4 separate regions of the Mus musculus genome follow, and regions 2, 3 and 4 are each linked to region 1. The links are chromatin contacts, called in public Hi-C and HiChIP or PLAC-seq maps. All regions are on one chromosome and are shown on one strand. Each heading gives the region's core, a stretch centred on a gene start, on an enhancer-like site or on the middle of the called end of the contact. The rest is flanking DNA. Distances are from core to core; before and after follow the strand shown. Region 1 has its middle 4.6 kb from the start of Gm31562. Region 2 overlaps Fyn (Fyn proto-oncogene). Region 3 overlaps Fyn (Fyn proto-oncogene). Region 4 overlaps Fyn (Fyn proto-oncogene).

Evidence for each region. A called contact is a pair of places that touch in the nucleus more often than the background predicts. HiChIP or PLAC-seq counts read pairs in DNA pulled down with a chosen protein or histone mark.
Region 2: a contact with region 1 is called in an H3K27ac HiChIP or PLAC-seq map of regulatory T cells, with 7 times the contacts expected there. The contact joins two enhancer-like sites. A contact is called at or near these places in 3 of 15 datasets of contacts at CTCF or cohesin (CD8 T cells, the NIH/3T3 cell line and large pre-B cells), 2 of 484 Hi-C or Micro-C datasets (bone marrow-derived macrophages and cortical neurons) and 15 of 115 datasets of contacts at active chromatin or transcription factors (CD8 T cells, the NIH/3T3 cell line, bone marrow-derived dendritic cells and 10 more).
Region 3: a contact with region 1 is called in a Hi-C map of the G1E-ER4 cell line, with 4 times the contacts expected there. The contact joins two enhancer-like sites. A contact is called at or near these places in 5 of 15 datasets of contacts at CTCF or cohesin (CD8 T cells, the G1E-ER4 cell line, the NIH/3T3 cell line and 2 more), 65 of 484 Hi-C or Micro-C datasets (the AtT-20 cell line, B cells, the C10 cell line and 33 more), 11 of 115 datasets of contacts at active chromatin or transcription factors (the 230-238 cell line, CD8 T cells, the HPC-7 cell line and 8 more) and 1 of 9 other capture datasets (liver).
Region 4: a contact with region 1 is called in a Hi-C map of bone marrow-derived macrophages, with 42 read pairs. The contact joins two enhancer-like sites. A contact is called at or near these places in 1 of 15 datasets of contacts at CTCF or cohesin (the NIH/3T3 cell line), 6 of 484 Hi-C or Micro-C datasets (CD4 T cells, Th1 cells, bone marrow-derived macrophages and 1 more), 11 of 115 datasets of contacts at active chromatin or transcription factors (the 230-238 cell line, CD8 T cells, bone marrow-derived macrophages and 8 more) and 2 of 9 other capture datasets (adipose tissue and liver).

Annotation. Positions count from the first base shown.
Region 1 is chr10:39,238,674-39,241,732 of GRCm38.p6, reverse strand. No RefSeq gene overlaps it. Among named protein-coding and RNA genes, the nearest start is that of Gm31562, 4.6 kb to the left of the region's middle. Within about 2 kb of position 1,607, at least 74 of the 459 cell types and tissues checked have an H3K27ac peak or open chromatin away from gene starts, as enhancers often do. A contact at or near this core is called in CD8 T cells, the G1E-ER4 cell line, Th2 cells and 3 more, where this site is marked.
Region 2 is chr10:39,483,367-39,486,425 of GRCm38.p6, reverse strand. The region is part of intron 3 of Fyn (Fyn proto-oncogene); the gene reads right to left. Among named protein-coding and RNA genes, the nearest start is that of Gm40627, 110 kb to the left of the region's middle. Within about 2 kb of position 1,650, at least 50 of the 459 cell types and tissues checked have an H3K27ac peak or open chromatin away from gene starts, as enhancers often do. A contact at or near this core is called in CD8 T cells and regulatory T cells, where this site is marked.
Region 3 is chr10:39,433,698-39,436,756 of GRCm38.p6, reverse strand. The region is part of intron 2 of Fyn (Fyn proto-oncogene); the gene reads right to left. Among named protein-coding and RNA genes, the nearest start is that of Fyn, 65 kb to the right of the region's middle. Within about 2 kb of position 1,581, at least 56 of the 459 cell types and tissues checked have an H3K27ac peak or open chromatin away from gene starts, as enhancers often do. A contact at or near this core is called in CD8 T cells, the G1E-ER4 cell line, Th2 cells and 1 more, where this site is marked.
Region 4 is chr10:39,411,960-39,415,018 of GRCm38.p6, reverse strand. The region is part of intron 2 of Fyn (Fyn proto-oncogene); the gene reads right to left. Among named protein-coding and RNA genes, the nearest start is that of Fyn, 44 kb to the right of the region's middle. Within about 2 kb of position 1,533, at least 95 of the 459 cell types and tissues checked have an H3K27ac peak or open chromatin away from gene starts, as enhancers often do. A contact at or near this core is called in CD8 T cells, adipose tissue and bone marrow-derived macrophages, where this site is marked.

The DNA of each region.
Region 1 (3,059 bases), core at 358-2,857:
GTCAGAATGCTATCTGGCATCAGGGAGGTTGCCTGTACTCTGAGGGGCTTTGTGCCAGTGTCAAGAGATGTCTCCCTGTGAGACAAGGCCTGGAGTCACAGGTTTCTACTTAAGTTGGTTTCTCTCACATACACAGGACCTCACAAGAGGGTGCAAACAGGCCATCCTGAGCCTTGAATGCTAGAGAACACCACACTGAAGAAAGCCTGGGCCTCATTGTCTCAGGATAGTCTAAATGATGGTTCTCAGCCCGGGGGGTCAAACAACACTTTCACCGGGGTCACCGAAGACCATCAGAAAACACAAATATTTACATTACAATGCATAAAAGTAGCAAAATTATAGTTGTGAAGTAGTGACAAAAATAATCTTTCAGTTGGGGGTCACCGCAGCATGAGTACTAAAGGGTCCCACATTAGGGAGGTTGAGAGCCACTGGTCTAGAAGCAGCCCCCTTGCTCACCCGAGCCTTCGGAACTGGCTTTCACAGGCCATTGACACCAATGTGATGCCAATACAGGCATCCAAGTGGTTTGGAAGCCATCCCACTTGTATTCCGAGAGGACATTAACACAGCACTGCAGTCTTAAGTGGAGAGAAAGATGGAGTGTGGTCCAGAGAGCTCTGGGCTCAGACCAGTGGTGCTGTTTCAAAGCTCTTCTAGGAGCTGCACACTTGGCCATCCTTCCTTCTGCCTGTCTTGTGCGTGTTGCTCAGGTCCATTCCGGTTTTGAGGGGCAGCGGGAAAATAGTCCCTGACTGCTCCCTATATCCAGTCTCTCCCCTGTCCAGGCCAACTTGAGTAGAAATAAAATTTAAAAATATAAAGTGCCTACTACAATGCTATGCAAAGTGCTATGCACTTACTTAATTCTTGTGTAATTTTATAAAGATAGATAACTTCATTTTTAAAATGTTCATTAGTTTTTTTGGACATGTTTTGATTTTATTTACCTCACTTGCCCAACTTTTCTCTGGTCCATTCTCTTTTCCGTCCACCCAACTTTGTGCGTGTTTTGTCTTGTTTTGTTTTTGTTTCTTAAAAATCTCTGATAACCAATTTGTGCTGCCCAAATATGCTTGCACATGTGGCCTTCTACTGGAGAGTGGTCAGCTTCTCAGGGCCTACTCGGATAGACTAGGAGGCAGCCGGGCAGTGCCCTGGTACATTGATAACAGCTTTGACTACACTCTCGTTCTTCACCTTCAGAGCTCTAACCATTGAGAGAAGCTGCAGGTACTAAGGGTCTTTACTGCTGCTGTCTCCTCGTGTTTCTTGGTTATTTTATACTCTGGGTATAGCCCAGCAGAGAAAGAAATAAGCCCCAGTGGTGTGGGGTAGTAGTGGCGATCAACAAACATATAGTTAGTATTTCAGCTTGGCTTCTACTCGGGTCTGATTGTTTGATGGTCGTCTGGGAAGAAATGATACAATAGGGCAGTGGGGGAGGCATTGGAACCCGTTGAAAAGTCAAACTGTGCGGGGGTGGGGGGTGTTGAAAACATTCTTTGATGATTTGCTGTATCTTCTTTTGACTTCTGTGATGAAAAGCAATGTCCTTGCAGGCAGCACGAACCTACCCTGGGGAGTGAGGGAGCTGATTTTCTTTCACTGAAGTCTGCAGATTGCTTTGCAGTGAAGACCACGCGGCTCGGGCTTCCCCGCCCAACGGGGGAGCCGGGTTTGATTGTAACGAACAGCGACCTCTAGTGGGTATCTTAGAATTTGCATTTGGCAAAGACTACACAATGAAATGGGAATCCTGATCGAATTCCAAAGGAACAAAGGAGGCACTTTCCCATTGTTTTCCCTGGTAGAGAAGTCCGGGATCCAGGTCTGAAGAGTTCTCCTCATCTGCACCACTCACTCTTGGAGGTGATACTCGACACATTGCCTCCCCTGCCCCTTCCTTCAAACCTGTCACTGGCTTTGATTTTTAAAGGCTCTCCTGCTTGGCTCAAAGATATCATAGTCATCAACTTCTCTTAGTGTGATTGTGCATGTGTATATGTGCGTGAATGTGCGCGTGGGTGTGTGCGTGTGGGGGATATGAATCATCATGGCACTGGAAGATAGAAGATCAGGGCCATCCCAGAGAGCTATTGGGAAGGCTATTCTCCATAGGGGAATAGAGTGCCTGTTCACCCTAGTTCATTATGGCTTCTTCCTTGGGCTGCCATCCCTTTTCCCATATGAGGCTGTATGTTGCCTTTGAAAACAAAATCCTCTCCGTGACCCTACCTCTTCCACATAACAGCAGGTGGCTAGTGTAGGTTTCTTCCTGTTCTATAGCTCTGATCTCAGCCTCACCCACACCTAATATTCCAGGGTCTGCTCTCCAGGCCGAGTTAGCTCTGTCGATGGTATTCATTCCCAAGGAAAAATGGGGGCAGAGAGTGACCTCTGACTTTGTCAGGAGCTGGGAGAATTCTACTGGAGAAAGGCTGAAATCACAGCTCCTGGCCTGTGACCTCACAGATTTGTGATGGGAACAGGAGTCTGAGGTCTGGGGCATGAGAGCATAGATAATAGAATAAATTTAGAGACGTTTAAAGCCAACACAGTCTTGATATGTGGATGCTGTGATCACTGGGCTGGGGCTTGAAACAGCCTTTTAAACTAAGTTTCAAAATGGAGGTGCTGTGTGCCTTCCTGTAGCTTTAAGCTGTGTGTGACAAACTTCCTGTCCCCTGGGCTTTCCTCATACTTTGAACAAGGCTTAGGCATTTGCTCAAAGCCATGGCTCTCAGGGACAACCAGCCCATACCACCACTGCTCACACAAGCTCACGGCGTGATGAAAAGTTACCTGTCAGAAATAAAACATACATTACATGGATACTTTACTCCTTCCTATTCGGCAGCGACTGTTGTTCTGACAAAGACTCGATTCTTGGCTCAACTCCAGGCTGGCTCCTCCGGGCTCTCTTCTTGACAAGCCCTCAACCTTGACCTACAAAGACTTGGACAAACACTAACACAGTTTCTAAAGTTCAAAAGCTGCACCCCCCATGAACGGCCCCAGGCTTCCCAAACAAGCTGACTAGAACATTCAAAGCT
Region 2 (3,059 bases), core at 401-2,900, 240 kb before region 1:
AGACTGTAAATTTATAGTTCAGTTGGCTCCTTTGCCAATCCCATCCCAGTTGAAGGCTGCAATTTCACCATAATTTTTCTCTGGTCCAAATTTTCATATACATATAACCACATGGTGTGCATTCTTTGTGTTTATTTACTTTATTCAGGACATTCCTGAGATAGTTTATTATTCCTGAGTACTGTGGTAATTTCCATTGATTTATTCATGTCAGCAGTTTGTTGCTTAAAAAATGATCTACTATTTTTTGGCAGGCTTTCTTTCCCCTCCCCCACCAAATTTCTGTCAATCATGTAATAACCACTAACTCACAGCAGAGCAAAAGACACAACAGAAAAGACAATGGTATGTATGAGTCCCAACGAAACCATTGGCTGTCCTCCACGTTAACCGGTGCCCTCAGAATCCTCTAAAGGCAACTGAGGCTAAACTTCAGTAAATTAGGGCACACGCTCCCTTTGTCTTAGTGCTCTAAGTCTGGATCACATAAACAGATGGAAAATGGGTCTTAAGAGAAAGATGTCAACTTACTTGTGTAGTTGGGGGGTCACACAGATCATTTAGTTAACTAAAATACTTGTGTAACGAATTTAAAATGTGAGTTTGGGAAGATGGCTTGAGATTAAGAGTATTTGTTGCTCTTTTGGAGACCAGGTTTCGTTCCCAGTACCCACAAGGTGGGTTACAACCATCTTTAACTCCAGTTTCAGGGCATCGTGTACTGTCTCCTGGCCTCTGCAGGCACCAGGCATGAACATGGTACACAGACACACTGCAGGCAGAACACTCATATGCATAAACTAGAAGTTTAGAACTGTGCCTACAGAGGCTTGTGCAGGCTCGAGATGCGCTCCCTTATCTGAGTGACTCCATGGGAGGTAGGCTAAGACTGTCCAGCCAAGAAAGGAGATGATTAAAAGGCACTGAAGAATTTGTAGGTTTCCTTTCAGAGAACCACCACACTCATGCCAGTAACCGTTTGATTACTTCATGTATGTTCAACCAAGAGACAAGACACTGAAGCCTTACGAACACCCAGGAGCTCCAGCCAAAAAGGGCTCACAGAACAGCACAGTCAGGGGGCAAAGTCAGAGAGAGGTGGCAGCTGATGCTCAGTCTTAATTAACCTAGAGATACTTTACTCTGTTTAAAACACTCGCACTGACACCCAGCAGCTCACTGTCTGCCCTGCTGCCAGGATTTTACACAAAAGCTGGATACTGGTGTCCTGCTGATTTGGAGTACATTATTTGGGTCGGTTGGCTCTTCCCTCTCACACTACCCACTGCTTGTGCTGTAAACTGAGCAGTCATGTTAACTCCAACACGCCCACCACTCTTGGGGAATGATGGTGTTTCACACTCCCGTGCTGAAGACACACATCACAGAGTGCTGAGCTGAGCCCAACTGGATTCTGAGAACCATGTGGCTAGCGTCCCGTAAGAAGTCCTGAGGCATCCTTTCTGCTTCTGAGACTAGATGCACTGTTAGCTCTCTAGTGTTCCAAAGCAGCTTAATATTTGCTGAGCATCACTTATAGGCCTGATACTGTGCTTTTAAAAGTTTCCTTCTCAGCTCTCAAAGATGAGCAGAATGAACAGCCTGGGCGTCCCCTTTCATTACCGTCCTCCACACAGCCTTTCTGCAGTGCCATGAAGGAGGTGGCCGGCAGGGAGAGGCGAAGACCAAGCATGAACAAACAGAACACCAACGGCTTCCCTCTTTGATCTCTCTCCTTATACATTTTAACATTACATTTGGTAATTAGGTCAAAGTGAGAGATGCCACTGTGGAGAGCTAAGTTAAAGCTGAACAATTATTTCTCAGAAGATTGCTAATTAGACTGACAGGAGGAGGCTCTGGAATGTATAATCACTCTGATAGGCAGCTTCGTGCAAGGCATCTCGTAAATGAAAGCCATTTGAACACTTCACAGGAAGCAGCTGCAGCTGCTAAGGGGACGTGTGACATTAAGGAAATGCAGAATTTCATGGGGTTATTTCATGGACTCATATATCAGATATTTCCCCTTCTAAGCAGGAGAGGGCTGGGTTTCCACGAACTGTTCTCACTTCATATTGCTCTCATTTGGCTTCCCCAGCTTGGCTTCCAGGAGACAACTGTGGCATATTAAGAATAAAAATCCAAAGGAACATGAGCTGGCATTGAGAGACATTTATATTTCAAAGGATAAGGGCCTTTGTCTGGGTAGACAGTTTGGGTTTGATCGGCTATACAGAGCTGCACTGTCTAATATACTAAATTGGCATTAACCAAACATGGCTGGTACAACCTGAAATATAACTGTGAAGTACATGAGCGAACTGTAAAAACTTAACATGGACAAGGGATATAAAAATAACAATAAAATTTAAAATGTCATTATTTATAAAAATGATGTTTTAAATGTGCAGACTTAAATAAAACTTATACCAACATTACCGTTGTATTTCTTTTTGCTTTTCCAATGTAGCCAGTAGGAAATTTAAAACTACCCCCTCACCTGTTTCAAAGATTAATCTTCATTGTCAATTTGACAATATTTAAAAATCACCTTGAAAACACACTTTTCAGTGTTTAATGAAAGCCCTTCCTGAAGGGCTTAAATGAAGAAGGAAGACACAGTCTGAATGTGGGTGGGTGAGTGGCATCCTCCCCATGGGCTGAGGTCCCTAAGAGAAGGAGGAAGTAGGCTGGATATGAGCACTCTGCTTCCTAACTGTAAACAACAACAATAATAATAAATAACAAAAATAATCTAAGTAGCTGTTGAATGCGCCAGCCATCATGCAATGTCAACTGCCCCTCCCCCCATGAAGGACTGTGTCTCATCAAACTGTGAGCCAGGAGAAGCCTTCCTTCAGTGACCTCTTTGTCAGGTATTTACCACAGCAGTAAGAAATCGTGAGTCTACCAGTGCTTTAGTTTGCATCTTGTCCCTGGGACAGCAACTGGTATAGAGACTCCATGACAGACGACATCAGCCTAAGTTGCAGGTTTGTGAGCCATCCACAGTGAGATGTTCCCCAGGAGAGGAACACAACTCCAGAGCAGACAAA
Region 3 (3,059 bases), core at 332-2,831, 200 kb before region 1:
TAATTTAATTTCTGAAGTAACAAGTCTAAATGCAGAATTACCTAAAGGCAGATCCAAGGAAGACAGATGCATACATAAAGAACACTACTATATTGATATTGGATATTTACTTTCCAAAGAAATACCAGAAAATACCTACCAAGGTAGGAGTGGGATAAACTACATAAAGAGAGTACAGAGAAGGATCAGCTTATGCCAAGTCCCTGAAGGAATACTGCAGTGGATACAGTTACTGACTTCTACTGATTTCATTGGTGTCTCCTCATCTTCAAATTAGTTTGTTTCAAAAGCTGCTAGTGTAAACTAAATAAACTTTATAAGAACATTTCATTTCTGAGAAATTAAAAGCCCAAGAAGTTACATCACAGACCCCAAAATAGAGAACCCAGAAAGGGGCCACACACACACTCTGAAGTTTCACTTTCCTGCTACTGAGTATCTATGCTCGGGAAACACACGACATGTCTCATACTACACCCACTGTCATGAGTGACATCCCTGTAACTATCTGGTGCCCAGTCTTTGTTAACTGGCAACAAAGGGCTACCTATGCAGAACTTAACAGTAACAAAAATCAGGGCTGTGTCCACAAAGCAGCTCTGCTGCCTGACTGTACGGACAGTTGAGAGTCACTAAGAATCCAGTCACAGCACTGAAAGACCTCAGCGGCCTCCATCTGAGGTTTCCTTAGCACTGCTTCAGGAGTCCTCAGTTCCCTTATAAAAACAAGAGAGTAGTAGGCAAGCTGGCTCTCGGCCTTCATCCTAAGTAGAAGAACCTCCAGGAATTTGTCAGGCCGCGTTCATCTGAGGAGGCCTCTGAGGACCTTCTGCCAACTGAGACAGCACCTGTGACAAAGCCAGCAGTTTGGTCGTACAGTGTCTTCTCCGTGGGGAAAGCTTGGAACATTAATTTTCCCACCAACTAAGAGGCTCTCAACCACAATCCCTTCCTCCCGGCCTTGTCATTACTCTGTGAAAGTGTCACAGAGCTGTCCAAATGTTAGGGGCACAGCCAAGCAGAAATATCACTGAGTAAAATCAGAACATGAGGCCAAACTCGAATTCAGATGCACAGTTTGGGACAAAATTATATTCAAAATGATTCAATGCGTATCTCTGATAGTCCCTGATGTTATGTAAGCCACAGTTATTAGCTGGATGTACTGATAAGCTATGGTAAGAATTACAGTCCAATACTTGGTTTCTCTTTTTGTTTTTCAAGACGGGGTTTTTCTCTGTGTAGCCCTGGACCAGACTGCCTCTGCCTCCCAGGTGCTGGAATTAAAGGTGTGTGCCCTGATTACCCAGCTTCACTGTGCATCTCAAATCCAAACTCAACTGGGCATCCTTATGCTTCTGCTGCATCTGGCAATCCACACGTGACTCACGCTGCTGCTGCTGCTGCTGCTGCTGCTGCTGGTAGGCTGCTCCACCCACTGGTCTTTACCTACACTTAGACCAGCACTGGCTCACCTTCTGAGCCTGAGGAACAAGGGTCTGCAGTGTCTGCTTAACCCTTTTCCATCCAGATGTCTACCGCCACCCTTTCAGCCACAGCCCCTTACCCTGGTGCCCACTGTGAGTCAACTCACAGTGTCACTCACTGCTGAATGACTCAGCCACCCTCTCTGAACCAACTGCCTCTTTTTTTTTTTTTCCTAAAGAAAAGGTCATTTATAACCACAAATTTAAATGATCGGATTACAAACCTTCTAAATACTTAAGTGGAAAAACAAATGTAGGCTGTGTGAAAGGAAAGCTGGGGCGGGGGCAAGAGAAGAGGGGGCTGGCGCTGCTCATGGGTTGGCTCTCTAGATTCTTCTACAGTTCTGCTTTTCTAACAGCTTCCTTTCTTTCCCGAGTTCACAACAGCACTTTAGGGGATGGAAAACACACACACACACACACACACACACACACACACACACACACGGAGGCTTAGACTAAGTAAGAAGTTTCTACTGACTTATAAACTGGTCTCCCACTGCCCCAGTATATGGCTGCACTCTAAGACTCCAGTGCAAGTCGGAGGGACTCTTAACATCTAATCCAGACTGTGCACAACTCAAGGCCCCACTGCCCACTCTTGCTTGGGCTACTTGGAGCCACACTCTTGCTTGGGCTACTTGGAGCCACAGAGAACAACTGTGCATTCCAGTGATTCCAGGTACTGTGGTAAATCAATCAATCAATCAATCAATCAATCAATCAAACAAACAAACAACAAACCATTCCAGGAACCCTTGAAAGCCACCTCAGGCTCTCCAAAGCCAGCAAGTCTCGACGGGACAGAAAGCTAAGCAGTGGAAGTGCCTTCGACACTACAGCATGTCCTACAGGGTCAGGTGTTTTAAGTCCAGCTCCACCCCCTAGAAGAACCTGTCTCCACTACCTCCCATCAAAGATGACCCTTTTCCCTAATATCTACAAATATACTAGTTTGTTTCTTGTTAATGTGACACTAACTAGGGTCATCTGGGAAGGAGCCTCAACAGAAAATGCCTCCATTATACTGGGTTATAGGGATTTTCTTGATTACTGATTGATATGGCAGGGCCCAGCTTACTGGGTGGAGTCATCCCGAGATGGACTGCATACGAGAGTGGGCTGAGCGAGTGATGAAGCAAAGCCAGTCTGCAGCACTCCTCCGCAGCCTCTGTGTGGGCCCCTTGCCTGTCTTCGCGTCATGCTATACTGTAAGGTGTAAGGTGACACAAACCCTTTACTCCCAGGTTGCTTTTTGTCATGGTGCTCATTACAGCAACAGAAAGCAAACTCGGACAGCCACCCACTAGCCAAAGGACTCCACCAAAGTCCCAAGGGAAGAGACTTAAAGTCAGCATTACATTGCAAAATAGGAAAAGCATTTAATACCCTTCTTTAGCAATTGGCTCTTAGTAGCCGTCAAGCTGCTGGGAAGATAGAAATGCCACAAGTCCTGGTCCACCGTGACTGAGGACAGAGTTTGTCACTACTAAGCTGAGTTTGCAGACCCATTTAAGGAGCTGGGGCACTTGGGTCTGCCCCACCGAATCAACACCTGCCAATGACATTTAC
Region 4 (3,059 bases), core at 284-2,783, 170 kb before region 1:
AGTAAGCCAGCTCTGAACTCACTTGAAGGAAAGGAGTCTGAGAACAAACAGTAGTGTTTATTTACAGAACAGCAAGCTCCATAAAATAATGATAGTTTTGCTAAGTGGCAGCTGCCATCTAAGGGTCTCAGAACTTACAAGGGCCTCTCTCCACCATGGGAGGTATCATCGTCTGCTCTTGGTCAAGTGGGTTAGGAAGCTGAGCGCCCCTTGACCTTACTGCACGCTGGTTTGAAGACACTTTGGGGTGCTGGGTCCTCATCATAGTTTTTCGAATCCTTATCGACACCAAATGCAGCTTTATAAGGCTATCACAGAGACAGCAGTCTGTCTTCTCTTGGGTGTCCCTACAACTGTTGCTTTAGGGTGTGGAGAACTGACAACACTAGACTCTGTGTGCTGAGTCTTTCCATCCCTGCTGCCAGGTCAACAGAGACTGGGACTTCTTGAGCTTACCCTAAAGACCAAGCATGGCCACACTTGAGGTCTGTGAAAGACAAAGCAGGGGAGGACTGGCCTGCCCAATGACAGTGTTCCCATTTACTCCTCAGCTATTTAGACTTACACAGCAGGGCAATTGGAGGGAGTTACAACAGCAAGCCCTGCAAGGGACCTGGCTAGACAACATTCTTCCTTCTTTGGGGTAATGAGCAAACAGTAGAGCTGAAGCTGAAAGCCCCTCCTCACCAAGCTACCCAAGCCCTGTTCTCACAGGCAGGAGGGCTCAGCCTCTCGCTCCCCTGGCCTGAGATGATAGGGGTCACCAGTGGAGAGCAAGGTAAAACCAGTACCATGGGGCCCACCTTCCCCATACTGTGCTCAGAGCCCTGGTCTTTCCTGACACAGGTAGCTGTGCTGTCTTTGAGCTCCTCTCATCACAGTTTCTGGGACTATGTTGATCTTATACTCAGGCCAAGAGCATCATGACCCAGATCCCTAGCCTTTCTCCTCCAGCTCTGACCTCTGAAATAAGTGTATGTATGTATGTGTATGTATGTATGTATATATATATATATATATATATATATATATATATATATATATATATATATATATATATATATATATTTTAACTAAGCTTCCTGAGGTTTTTCAAGATACCATATTCTGCATGTATCATGGGAAAGATAATTCTGTGTCCAAGTGAATTTCAGAGGCCTGGATATAAAACATGTTAAACAACTGTGGATTCTCAAATATTTTAAAAAGTTACTGTATTATCATGTTTTGACCACCTAGACTCCAGCTGGTGTTACTGTTTTGTGAGGTTTCAGAAATTTTAGGAACTTAGGCCTGCTTGGAGAGGAAGCAAGCTACTAGGAATGTATTATACCTTTGGCTCTCCCTTCCTCTCTGTGTGTCCTAGGCACCATGCTGTGAAGTGTGTAAATACTACACTTAGATACACTTAAATGAGGTACTTAGAATCAGAATAAATACAAAGAGAGAACAGAATGTCTGCTGTCAGGGGCTGGGAAATGGGAAGAAGAGGAAGTTACTGTCTTGGTGGAACAGTTTCAGCTTTGCAAGGTGAAATGTCATGGCTGCGTCACTGAAAAGTTTCCTATCATGTGTATTCACCTAAAACAAATACATTAGATGGTGTTCTTTCAGTATGAACTCTCAGAGCCTTCAAATGCTTCATGCGGCAGGAATGCTCAAGACCGGAAATGCATCAGTTCACAGACGTCTCCAGGGACCCGTGTGCTTCAGAACTCACTGTAAGAATGAGATGCTGCAGGAAAACGGCTAGAAAATATCAGCTGCATCCCTCACTAGCCGACAACCCCTCACCTGATACACAAGATCACGTCCGGCGTGACTTATCTCGTGGACTAATAGCAAAATCTAGTTTTAAAAGAAACTACATACACAAAAAAAACCCTGAAGTATACCAAAAGCTATCTAAGATGTCGCTGTCAACTGAAAGCAGAAGTGAGCCCCTCCACCCAATCTTCTAAGCAGCCATCGGTTATCAGTGGGCAGAGCGTCAGACTGGGAAGCCGTGACCTGTGCATTTGCGTTATGGCAAACGAGGAGAGTAGGAGCCTGAAAGCTGACGCTAAGGGCTTGCTGATGTCACTGCTGTCTGAGGTCAGACAGGTCATGTGCCCACTCTGACCATAGCTTTTTCTGCTGTCAAAATGAAGTAGTCAGAGGAGATAATCTCAAAGGTTACTCCCAGCTACATGTGTCTGTGAAATACTGACACAGACAAGTCGTGGGTACCTGCCCAACTCCTTCCTCAGGTGTTAAGGGGTGGACCCTGTGCCTGGCTGGGTGCTAAAAGGGAGAACAAACGGAAGTATCTGTATTCCCTAGTTAGCCAAGAGGAGGTCACTTACTCCTCACAGGCAGAATCAGGAGAGGACAGAGAGGACATTGCCCATGCAGGGCCGCCTGGGTCTTTCTTCTAATCTCTTGGTACTGCTCCCTCTCAAATCTCTAAGTATTTCGAAACTGTACAGATTCCAATGGATCCAGACAGCATAGGATAACTGCTGAGTGAAGAGAACTACAGACCTCCACAGCGACAAGGATGCTTGGAACCATCTCCTGCAGAGCTCAAGGACATTTGTGAGATACCCAAGCACGGCCACAGACTGGCAATCTGCCTAGAGACCCTTTCAGTCCAGCAATGAGTCAGCAGTGCTGAGTCAGCAGTGCAGGGAGAGATGTAGTGCGAGTTCCTGGAGGAAACCTAGGGGAAACTTCCTGGTGGGAAGTGAGAGAGTTCTGCACCTGCTGTGGACAGAAGCAGACCCACCAATGATCACAAGGAGGAGGGAAGCAAGATACCACACACAGGAAGGACTCGGCTGGCAGTGCATAACTAGATGAGGCTGTGAACAGGAGTTGTTTAGGGATGGGGGCAGGTACAGGAGACTGGGACAGATTAAGACAGAAGTTGAAGGCCTGTATCAAAGTAGCATTGCGATAAAGACGGCACAGCTGTCAAAGGAGCACACGGCAGTCATGCCTGCCCAAAGGGAGTGTCCCAGAGGCTGAGCAGAGGAAGATGTCTATGACTGTCTATATGACTGAGGCTGCAATGGAGT